Regions from separate parts of the Mus musculus genome. Here region 2 is linked to region 1. A link is a contact called in public HiChIP or PLAC-seq data. All regions are on one chromosome and are shown on one strand. The core of a region is the stretch at or near the end of the contact, and the rest is flanking DNA. Distances in the headings are between cores, read along the strand shown.

Region 1 (5,154 bases), core at 970-3,469:
CCTTTCTGACACATCTCTCCCTCTCCCTCTCCCTCTCCCTCTCCCTCTCCCTCTCCCTCTCCCTCTCCCTCTCCCTCTCCCTCTCCCCTTCCCCGTCCCTCTCCTTCCCCCTCCCCCTCCCCCTCTCTCTCAAGGTTAAGGGCTATAGCTACCAGAGGATAAACGTTCCAGATGTGGATAAACATTCAATATCATGAGACAGGACAGAGCTGAACAATCGACTCCTCTTCAGCCCGAACTTTCCCATTAGTGTAGGAGAACAGCACAGACTCTGATTACAGAACGAGCAAACAGGGCATAATGTGTTTTCGATAACTGCTGCTGAGCCAGACTCCAGGTCTGTTTTGGAGAGGTCTATTTGACACTTACAGCTTGCTGGGGGATCTGAAGACCAACCAGGAAAGGGAGCTGGAGTTTTCAAATGAGAATTGGGGAGGGGGGTGCTGGGCTGACACATATGCAAACTAGAGACGGGAGACTTCTGCCTGAAATAGTCCAACACTGAGTAACACCTTTACCTGAAGGTCTCAGGGTTGCCATGACAGCCATGCCTTTAAGAAAAACAGCCTATGGAGTATTTTTGACTCCTGGTTTTGCTTGGTTAGTTGGTTGGTTGGTTGGTTGGTTGGTTGGTTGGTTTGGTTCAGTTTGGTTTGGTTTAGTAGGGGGCAGGGGGTTAAAATTAACTTGAGGCTGAGTGTGGGGAAGGGTCTAAAAATCACGCAGTTGCAGCTCGTTGAACCAGAACTGGAGCCTGGGCTTCCCATTCCCAGACCTGTGTGTTTCTAGCTCCGGGGTATCTGATGACCCTCTGGCCTCTTTGGGTACCAATACTCATATAGTGTATGCTCACAGAGACACACACATGCATATTAGTAAAATAAATAAATAAATATTGGGGTGGGAATATAGAATCTAGTTAAACAACTGTTAGAAGGAAAACACTGTTCTCAGATGAAACTATGTCCTTTGGTATTTTATTAAGACTTATGTATCCCAGTGCTGTTTATACATAAGACCCTCAGAGATACATCCTGAAAGGCAGGTTGCAGAACAGACTGCCTTCAGAGTCTCTTGGCCTGGATGTTAACTCTGGACTAAGAAATCAATAAAATGACCGATGAAAGGCTAGCTCATTTTGGAGTATGGCATGCACTTTGTTTCTTCAGCCTGATTCCCTAAATGCGAGGTCTGAGTCCAGGATCCTCTTGTGCAGTGCATCCGTCAAGAGACTGTGCTTCAAAACTGCACGTGAGAAGGTGAACAGTTTCCATCGCTCCAGTTCCATGCATCAGGAATCTGCCCCCATGGCAGTGCAGGCTGTGAGGCTGTGAGTCTCAACCTCTGAGCTACTCCCAATCTCTCTCTCTCTCTCTCTCTCTCTCTCTCTCTCTCTCTCTCTCTCTCTCTCTCTTTCTCACTCTCTCTCTCTCTCTCAGGCAGACATCCCCTACATCTGCTCTGTGTCTCTCCTGTCCTGTCTCCCTGTGACGGTTTGTATATGAGCATCCCAGGGAGAGGCACTATTAGAAGGTGTGGCCTTGTTGGAGGCAGTGTGTCTCTGTGAGGATGGGCTTGGGGGGATCTTCCTCCTATCTGCCTGAGGATGCCCAGTCTGCCCCTGGCTTCCTTCGGATGAAGATGTAGAACTCTCAGCTCCTCCTGCACCGTGCCTGCCTGGATACTGCCATGCTCTGGCCTTGATGATAATGGACGGAACCTCTGAACCTGTAAGCCAGCCCCAATTAAATGTTGTCCTTTATAAGACTTGCCTTGGTCATGGTGTCTGCTCACAGTAGTAGAACCCTAACTAAGACATTCTACTCACTCCTTATGAAAGCAGCAGTCAGGTTGGATGAGGCTAACAGGCCCACGAGGCCTTATCAGCTCTCAAATGCAGCCACACTTGGAGTATGGGGATTCAGAACCTCAACCTCTGAATTTGAGGGGAAACATGCAACCCATGTTAGAGAGTGAGAGAAGGGGGCAGAGTGAGGTGAGGAAGAGGAAGGTAGGATATGGTCTCCAGGGCAGGCTGGTCTCAGCCTTCAGAGTTCGTGTGAAGAGGCCTTTCCGCAGTCATCTAACCACCTAGTGGTAAGGAGGCTTGGGGTTTTGTTACTTCTCAGGCTGCGGTCAGTGGGAGGGTGTTGGAGTGGGGCTTACTGGAGTATTTATAAAAAGAGTTCAGACAGGATGGCTCCTAGGAGTTAAAGGCCTTTACCAGAGGCTGACAGTGGTGTGAGTCATTTACTGCCTCAGCATTTGGAGACAGCCACCCTCATACAAGGGGAAGAGTGAGGAAGGAGGGGTGAGACACCATCACCATCCACAGTACACGCCCAGTTCCTTGGCTCCTGGATACATAATGGATGTCACCAGCTTTATGTCTTGCATGAGTTAAAGCCACACTTTAAGTATTAACACAGGACATATGGCCACAGGGAAAGGGGTCGTAACCTTTGCCAAGGGGAGGGGCAGGCCAGACCCTTCGCATTTCTAACCCAGTGACCCAGGCCTGAATTCCTAACTTCAGTCATCACTGAATCTTTGAGCCGTGGCTCCTCATCAGCTTTGAAGTCCATCTTCTCTCCGTTCTGACCACCATTGACTTGGTCTAGGGGATCCAGCATCTTTCTCTCCTCCTGTGACTAAAGCATCACATAGACCTGGTCTCACTGCCTCTCGCCTAAGCTCGACTGAATCTCAGTTCACTCTGCTTTTGGGGAAAGCAATGATAACATCTGTCTTCTTAGTAATGACTCCTCCGTGTGGAAGGGGGGAGGGTATGTGAGAGTGAGTGTGCTTGTGTGTGTGTATGTGAGCATACGTGTGTGAGTGTGCATGTGTGTGTGTATGTGTGTGTGTGAGAGAGAGACAGAGACAGAGACATAGAGCGAGAGACAGAGAGAGAGAGAGAGAGAGAGAGAGAGAGATCTTGGGCTGTTTTAATCTTGTTGTCTAAGATGAAAGCATCTTGCCCACAGGACTCGGTGACAGACTTATTAGATCAGCATCTAGTGCATACTGTGCTTGCATCAGAACTACAGGTGGCCACAGAAGGGCACTCAGTCTCTCTAGCAATAGAGTGCAGGGGGCTTCAGTTGAAACAAATGAATAAAGCTAGAAGTGTACTGGCAGTCAACTAAATGAATATCCTTTCTCCCGTGATCGTTTTGCAAATGCTGCAATCAGGCATTCCCAGGATCCCGGTTTCAACCTTAAGCCCCGACATCCAAGGTAAACATTTAACGTTAAATTACAGTTGACCCCAACAGAATACATTAATGTTAGATAAGGGAAGAAAAATCAACAGAATCTTCTCACTTGAAGAAGTGATAGAGTTACAAACAAAGCACTGTGGTTGCTCCCAGTTTTTAACTGTGTCGTATGTGACGAAACACTAGCATGGGAGGGCATGGTCATTTTGACCCTGCTATTTGGCTAGATAAAGCACAACCCACAGGAAATGAGCTATAGCCATGTATATCCGCTTCTTTCCCTTGACCTCAGAAGCCTCCTCTCCCACTGTATCCTGCCCTATCTGTCCATCACTGTCCTCTTCCAACGCCATCCCTTCAAACCCCAGTCTTTGCTTACTCTCCCATTGTTGGTTTCTCTGCTGCAAGATCTTCCCTAGAGCCTCTCTCCCCCTCCCTGGCTCCTCTACGGCTCATTTCCTTCCCTCTCTTCTGCACAGAGCCTATAAGATCGTTTGGTTCAGATGCCTGGGAAAGTCTCTGAGAGATCAGCATGGCCTTCACACAGACAGTGTGGACCTGGAGTACACAGGCAGAGAGTCTGGGAGCTGAACAGCAGTCCATTTCCTCTGTCAACACAAAAGAACAAAGATATCCTGAAGTTCCTTTAAATGCCAGTAGTCTGTGCTCTCCATGCCTGTCCTGGTGTCTTTCTAGACATCTCATCTATGTCCCTGCCTCCAAACCTCACACTTCCCTTCATCTGACCTGTGACTCCTTCTTCTCTTCTCTTCCTTTGCTTCTTCTCCTCCCTCCTTTCTTTTCAGTGACTTTTTAAATTTTGTTTTCAAATTATATGCATTGGGTGGATGTATGTGAATACAGGTACCTGGGGAGGTCAAAAGAGGGTGGCAGATGTCCCTAGAAATAGAGTTATGGCTGTTGTGAGCTACTAGATGTGGGTGCTGGGAACCAAACTCAGGCCCTTTGCAAAACCAGAAAGTGCTATTGACTGCCAAGTCATGGCTCCAGCCCATTTTCTTCTTCTTCTTCTTCTTCTTCTTCTTCTTCTTCTTCTTCTTCTTCTTCTTCTTCTTCTTCTTCTTCTTCTTCTTCTTCTTCTTCTTCTTTTTCTTCCTCCTCCTCCTCCTCCTCCTCCTTCTTTTCTTTCTTCCCTATCTTGCTGTTTAGCTCAAATCCTGATCTCATGTCCTTTTTTTTTTTTTTAACTGAGTTTCAGAAGCTGTATAAACACACCTCTATGAAAAGCAGACATAACCAGACTCCACCCAATAAAGATGTTCAACCTGAAGACATTGTTCTGGAGAGTTCTGCTATCCGCCGTGCTCACAAACACCGGATCATGAGATATCAAATGAGACACTGTTGCCACCTGCCTGTCTCTCCAAATCTCCCTAGCAAAAGAGAAAATGGCCCTTTGACGTTTAGGAAGTATATACAAGTTTTCCACACACAATGCAAAGCAGGATATTGTTTATCTTTCAAACCTCAACCGTAAAGAACAGAGACAGTTGATGCATGATTTGTGGGAAGATAAAGGCACATTCAGAAGGGGAAAGAGACCAGGTGGTACTCATGTCACATGAACTTCTGTAATTTTAAAACTAATTGCAATTCTAAGAAGAATATATAAGCGATCGAGAGGGTGGAACTGTTAAGTAGTATGTAAGAAGGAAGATCACTTAGCCACCATGGTCAGTAAAGCTGAAATTTAACAGAATGAAGTTTATTCAAAGACAAGTTTAATTAGACATTTCCAAAAAGCTCACTAAGTATGAGGAAGAAAGAATCTCAGGCTAGGCAAGCAAACGAGGGGACAAACTTGTTAGTCCTGGAGGTGGAAGCAAGAGCCCCAACAGTTAGACACAATTAGGACAGACGTCATTCCACAACAGACAAGCAAGCAACTGGCTTGCCCAGAAACCCCAGCTAA
Region 2 (5,154 bases), core at 784-3,283, 160 kb after region 1:
CAGCAGTAGCAAAAAACCCTTAAGCGTCCTTTTGCTCTCCCTTCAGATTTCTCTATTTTTACGTTCTAGTGCATTTACCTGCTTATGTAGACATGAATTACATGTGTAACTCATGTTCACCAAAGCCCGAAGGCGGTGTAGGCTCCCTTGGAACGGTATTTCCAGGCAGTTCTGAGCCGCCACGTGTGTAGTGGGAACTGAATGCTGGGCTTCTGGAAAACCAGCGGGTGCTCCCAACCAACTGCTTGAGCAACCCCTCCAGAGCCATTTTGGTTCTTTTTCCAGGAGTCGAAATGTTTGCACCCTGTTGGCTCTGCTGTTTACAGTGATGCTAGAACTTCTCCTCTTAAACATGTTCCCCAAGAAGAGGTATCTTTCTGTGCAGCATCCAGGCAGAGGGCGCTTTTGTAGATATCTGTTGTCCCGTTGACACACCTTTGTGACATTTGTATGGAAAACAAAGCATTTAGATTGTGCAGCTGGAGAGAGATCTTCCAGCTTGCCATGGGGGAAGGAGAGGGCACAGCATTGTGCATTGTGTGGAAGGATTAAGGTTCCTTGTCAGTTGAAGGGCAGAGGTGTGGGCTTCACAGATGCGCATCTATACAGAGATGCTTGCTTCACACACTTGGAGGGCAACTGCTGATGCTGTCGAGTGGGATGCCATCGTACTTTCTCAGTGGCTGCGCGTTGCAGAGTCCCCAAGGCATGCTAACGAAGAGTATTCTTCGTTTCTAAGGCTGGCTGCAACTGCCTGAGCTTCTAAAGCTTTCTTTCTCTGAAAAGAGATAGAAGGGAGCCAACCCCCAAGGGTGATAACTCACTCCTCCCTAAATACGACCATCAGTCCATTCATGAACCTTTGCTCTCCTGACCCAACGACTCCACCTCTCAAAACAGTTGCACTGGTGGCTCAGGTTCCAGGAGGGTAGGGACATTGGAAACACGAAAGCCCTGGTTTAGCAAGCTGTTTGGTTACACACGGGAACTTTTTAAAAAATGTTTCAAATGACATATTTTACACTGACCTTTCAACTCAATAATTTCAAAGCAAGAACTTGGATTGCACTGGGTGTTCATTATAGAGGGAAATTATAGCTGTGGGGGTGTCTACTAGGGTTTCATAGTAAACTCCCTAGGAGCGGTGAGGTCCATCGTTGGACAGACTATGTACCCCTGACCCTCCTCGGCTTTGCTTGGAGCTGAGGCTTTTCCCTCTGGGACCAACTCTGCATCGGTGGCTTTTTGTACCCTGTGGTCTGTGTTTAAGCTGAAAGCCACTGTCTGTTTCTTGGGATGTTTTCCCAGTCAGAGTAGGTTTGAGGGTCTCTGTGCTGGCTTGGTTAGTTCTGTGTCTAGTTTATACAAGCCAGAGTTGTCTGAGGGGAGGGAACCTCAACTGACAAAATACCCCTGGAAGACTCTGCTGTAGGCAGGCCTTTCGGGCATGACCTTAATTAGTGATTGTGAGAGAGCCCAGCCCATTCAGTGTTGTACCACCCAGGGCTAGTGGTCTCCAGTTCTATTAAAAAAAAAAAAAAAAGCAGGCTAAAGAAGCCATGAGGAAGCTAGAAAGCAGCGCCCTCCGAGGCCTCTGCATCAGCTCCTGCCTCCAGGTTCCTGCGCAGTTTGCTTTTCTGCTTTGGTTTCCCTCAGTGGACTGTGATTCAGGACATGTAAGCCAAACAAACCCTTTCCTCTCTAGGTTGATTTTAGTCATGATGCTTCATCACAGTGATAAACCCTGGCTAAGATAGTCACTGAATTGGTGAGTTTTCATGCCCTAAAGGAAAGGAAAGGAAGACCCTGCCTTAGTCCAGCGAGACCAACCCCAGCCACTGACTGCATGAGGACCCAGCCCTGAGGCTGAAGTTTTTCACATCTTCACTTTGTCCTTGGGTACTAGCAACTTTTGAAGTCTTCCCTGTAGCTTGACTCTACTGTGAAGGAAATCATGAAAATCCCCATCCTGTGAGAGCTGATGGGAAATTTGCTGGCTGCTGCTGACTGCAGCCTGAGTCATGGCTGACTTTGCGTACAGTTTTTCTAGTCCTGCCTGTGAACGGAAGACAGGGCTTAACTTCTCAGTCTAGAGGGAGCAGGGTCTGACACGGGAAGGGGCGAGCAGTTGGGACTGCATCCTGATCGTGTGGATGCAGCTCTTTGTACATGCACTCACCTGTGCATTCTTCCAGCCAAGTGAAGCTGCCATGAGGGATGGCGGTCATGGGCTTAATTGCTGCTGGTGTGGTTTATGAAAGTTGGGGTTTCTAGAGTTTTTAGCCTGTGGAGTTACTCTGAGTGATGCAGGGTCTCTCTGGGGAGGCTTCCTAAGCTGGCATTCCTCTGACAGTGGGTGTCAGTGGTGAGTGGCTTCCTGGATGAGAGGGAGGTTGAGGCCTTTGTTTTGAACTAAGGTGAAGAATATCTTGAGTTCAGCTCAGTGGTACTTTGACTAAGTACCCCCGTGTATTCCAACTGGTGACTTTGTGGGTTTCCAAGTGTGGAGCAGTGGAGATCCAAGTGAAATCTAATCCTTCAAGATGACGCAGCCGTGGTGTGCTTGTGTCTTGTAAATGCAATTTGAAGAACAAAGACACTGTATTGTTTGTGGAAGTCATTTTTGTCCACATGTTATTGGCCCCAGGAGCGATCTGAGGGTTAGAGCCTTCCAGAGCTGGGCCCTAAGGTGTCTTAGACTGCTTGTTCCTGGGCTAGACAAAGGTGAATGTCTCAATTGTTGAGCTGTGTGGTGCTGTTAATAGTTATAGGTGGTCATTAAGGGGAGCTCTGTAAACCCATTTACGGGGAGTTTCAACCTCAGTTGGCACTTTGCAGAAAATTGGACTTTCAGCTCCAGGCTTCCGTTTGCCTCTAGGGACTAAGCCCATTCACACCCAGAACACACTCACACTCACACACACACACACACACTCTCTCTCTCTCTCTCTCTCTCTCTCCCTCTCTCTCCCTCTCTCCCTCCCTCTGCCTCCCTCCCTCTCTCTCTCTTTCTCGATCGGTTGCTCGCTCACCCTCGCTTTCACTCTCTTGCCCTTTCTGTGTTTGTGTGTTTCTGTCTCTCTGTGTGTCTCTGACTCTGTTTCTCTCTCTCTCTCTGTCCGCCTCTCTGTCTGTCTGTGTGTGTGTTTCTCTTTCTCTCTGTGTGTATCTCTGTCTCTGTGTTTGTCATCACACATGTTGCCTGTGGTACTCTGAATACATTTCCCAAATTCTTTCTCCTGGCATGAAGTTTAGATTCACTGGACTCAGCATCATTGAACAAAACTCCTGAACAGTTGTTCGGCCGTCTGTGTTCTCAGTGCTGCTCAGTTTTGCCCTGTGGCCCCAGGAAGTAGATTATATTTGTTTCCCCTGTTCTGATGACACCCCCAAAAAATAAGAAACAAAAAAGAAGTTCCTGGATCTTAATGCATGCATGTACTCTTGGCGAAGTGTGATAAAGATCCCTTAAAGGCAGTCTGACATGACACTCAGGACTGAATCGTCACTCAAAACCTGGTCCTGGTCTGTTTTGTATGCCAAAGTGAAGTGCCCAAAGCTAGTAATTTATAAAGGATAACGTTTATCTCACTCACAGTTCTGAAGGAGGGTAAGTCCAGCTGATGGTTGGTGAGGCCCCTTACATCATGATGTGACTGAGGACATCATCTAGGGAGACAGAGCAAGCCCCATAACAAAGCCACTCCCCTGTCACCTATGCCTCTACTCATCCAGGCGGGACCACGGTTCCAACACGTGCAACTTAGACAATTCATTCAGGCCACAAAGCCTAACTACAGTGTGACCAGGACACACCCAAGCATCACTAACTGAAGGACATTCTGCAGCTCCATGACCAGAGCTCCTCCAAATTGTCACAAATTGTCAAGGCCGTCAAGCAGCCAGTCTGAGAAACTGAACCAGGGAGATACAGCACTAGACACAATGTTCCGGAGGAGGTTCCGAGATAGGGAAAATGGGACTGGGAAGTCTGGGGGAATCTAACTAGAACGTGCACCTCATGTCCCTCAGTGCAACTGTAACAGAGGATGCGGGAGTGGGGGACGGACAGAGCTTAGTGTATTATCTTTGCCACTTCTTAGTGTGTTTGCAAACTTCCTAAACTGAGACCTTCACTTTGAAGCAACAGCGTGTCTGCATTCCCCCCACTGCCTCACTCGCTGGTTCATGAAGGAGTGTCTGAGATCCCAGTCCTTGCTTCTGAGTGCTCTCCAGCCAGAGGAGTGGCCCTGTCTGAGAGCATCATCTCCTCTTCTGCACACGAGTAGGTTGGTAAAGTCTTTTTTTGTTGTTTTGGTGCTGGGGAGGCGCTGGGTCTCACACATGCTAATAAGCACGTTATTATTCAGCCGTAGCCTTGGCTTTTTACTTTTTTTTTTTTTTTCAATTTTTAAAGATTCAAAAATAAGCCAGACAGTGGTGGCACAGGCTTTTAGTCCCAGCACTTGAGAGGCAGAGGCAAGTTAGATCAATGAATTCAAGGCCCGCCAGGGCTACACAGAGAAAAAAACCTGTCTTGAAAACACAAAACAAAAGACTTAAAAATATTTTAATATTTAACTGTTTTCTTTGTGTATGTGTGCAAGCACTCTCATGGTACAAGACAAGGGTGGTGGCTGGAAGCTACTCTGTGAGAGTCAGTTCTTTTCTACATGCATGTCCCAGGGATTGAACTCAGCTTGCCAGGTTTGCTGTTAATCACCTTCACCTGCTGAGCCATCACACAGGCCCCACTCCTACTTAAACAGGACTGTCGCACAGTTTCCAAGTCTCAGGAGAGCAGAGAGAAGAAATATGGAAAGTCATGAGGATGGATTTCATGCAGGAGAGAAGTACGTTAATTTAAATCAAATCTTGGCTGGCATCAGGAGGGACACAGGCAGACCGGGATGTCACAGTAGTTGTTCCTTACTCTCTGCTGGGCCGCCTTCCCCCCTTCCTGATGGGTTATTTCTAAATGACTAAGTTATTTTTAAATGCCTCCTAAGTGGCCGCAGGTGAAATTGTAGCTCTGGTGGTTTGGAGGGAAAGTCAGAGCATGCGGTTGGGCAGATGGTGCCTGTACGTTCTCCTGTCCCTTGCAAGGCTTTCAGAATGAGGCAAAATTAAAGCAGGGCTGCTGTTGAAAGCCAC

Evidence for each region. HiChIP or PLAC-seq counts read pairs in DNA pulled down with a chosen protein or histone mark.
Region 2: an H3K27ac HiChIP or PLAC-seq map of trophoblast stem cells shows a contact between it and region 1, with 3 times the contacts expected there. The contact joins two enhancer-like sites. A contact is called at or near these places in 3 of 115 datasets of contacts at active chromatin or transcription factors (embryonic stem cells, extraembryonic endoderm stem cells and trophoblast stem cells) and 1 of 9 other capture datasets (embryonic stem cells).

Annotation. Positions count from the first base shown.
Region 1 is chr15:25,492,677-25,497,830 of GRCm38.p6, forward strand. No RefSeq gene overlaps it. Among named protein-coding and RNA genes, the nearest start is that of Gm48957, 81 kb to the left of the region's middle. Within about 2 kb of position 2,220, at least 54 of the 459 cell types and tissues checked have an H3K27ac peak or open chromatin away from gene starts, as enhancers often do. A contact at or near this core is called in trophoblast stem cells, where this site is marked.
Region 2 is chr15:25,651,133-25,656,286 of GRCm38.p6, forward strand. The region is part of intron 1 of Myo10 (myosin X); the gene reads left to right. Among named protein-coding and RNA genes, the nearest start is that of Myo10, 31 kb to the left of the region's middle. Within about 2 kb of position 2,034, at least 58 of the 459 cell types and tissues checked have an H3K27ac peak or open chromatin away from gene starts, as enhancers often do. A contact at or near this core is called in trophoblast stem cells, where this site is marked.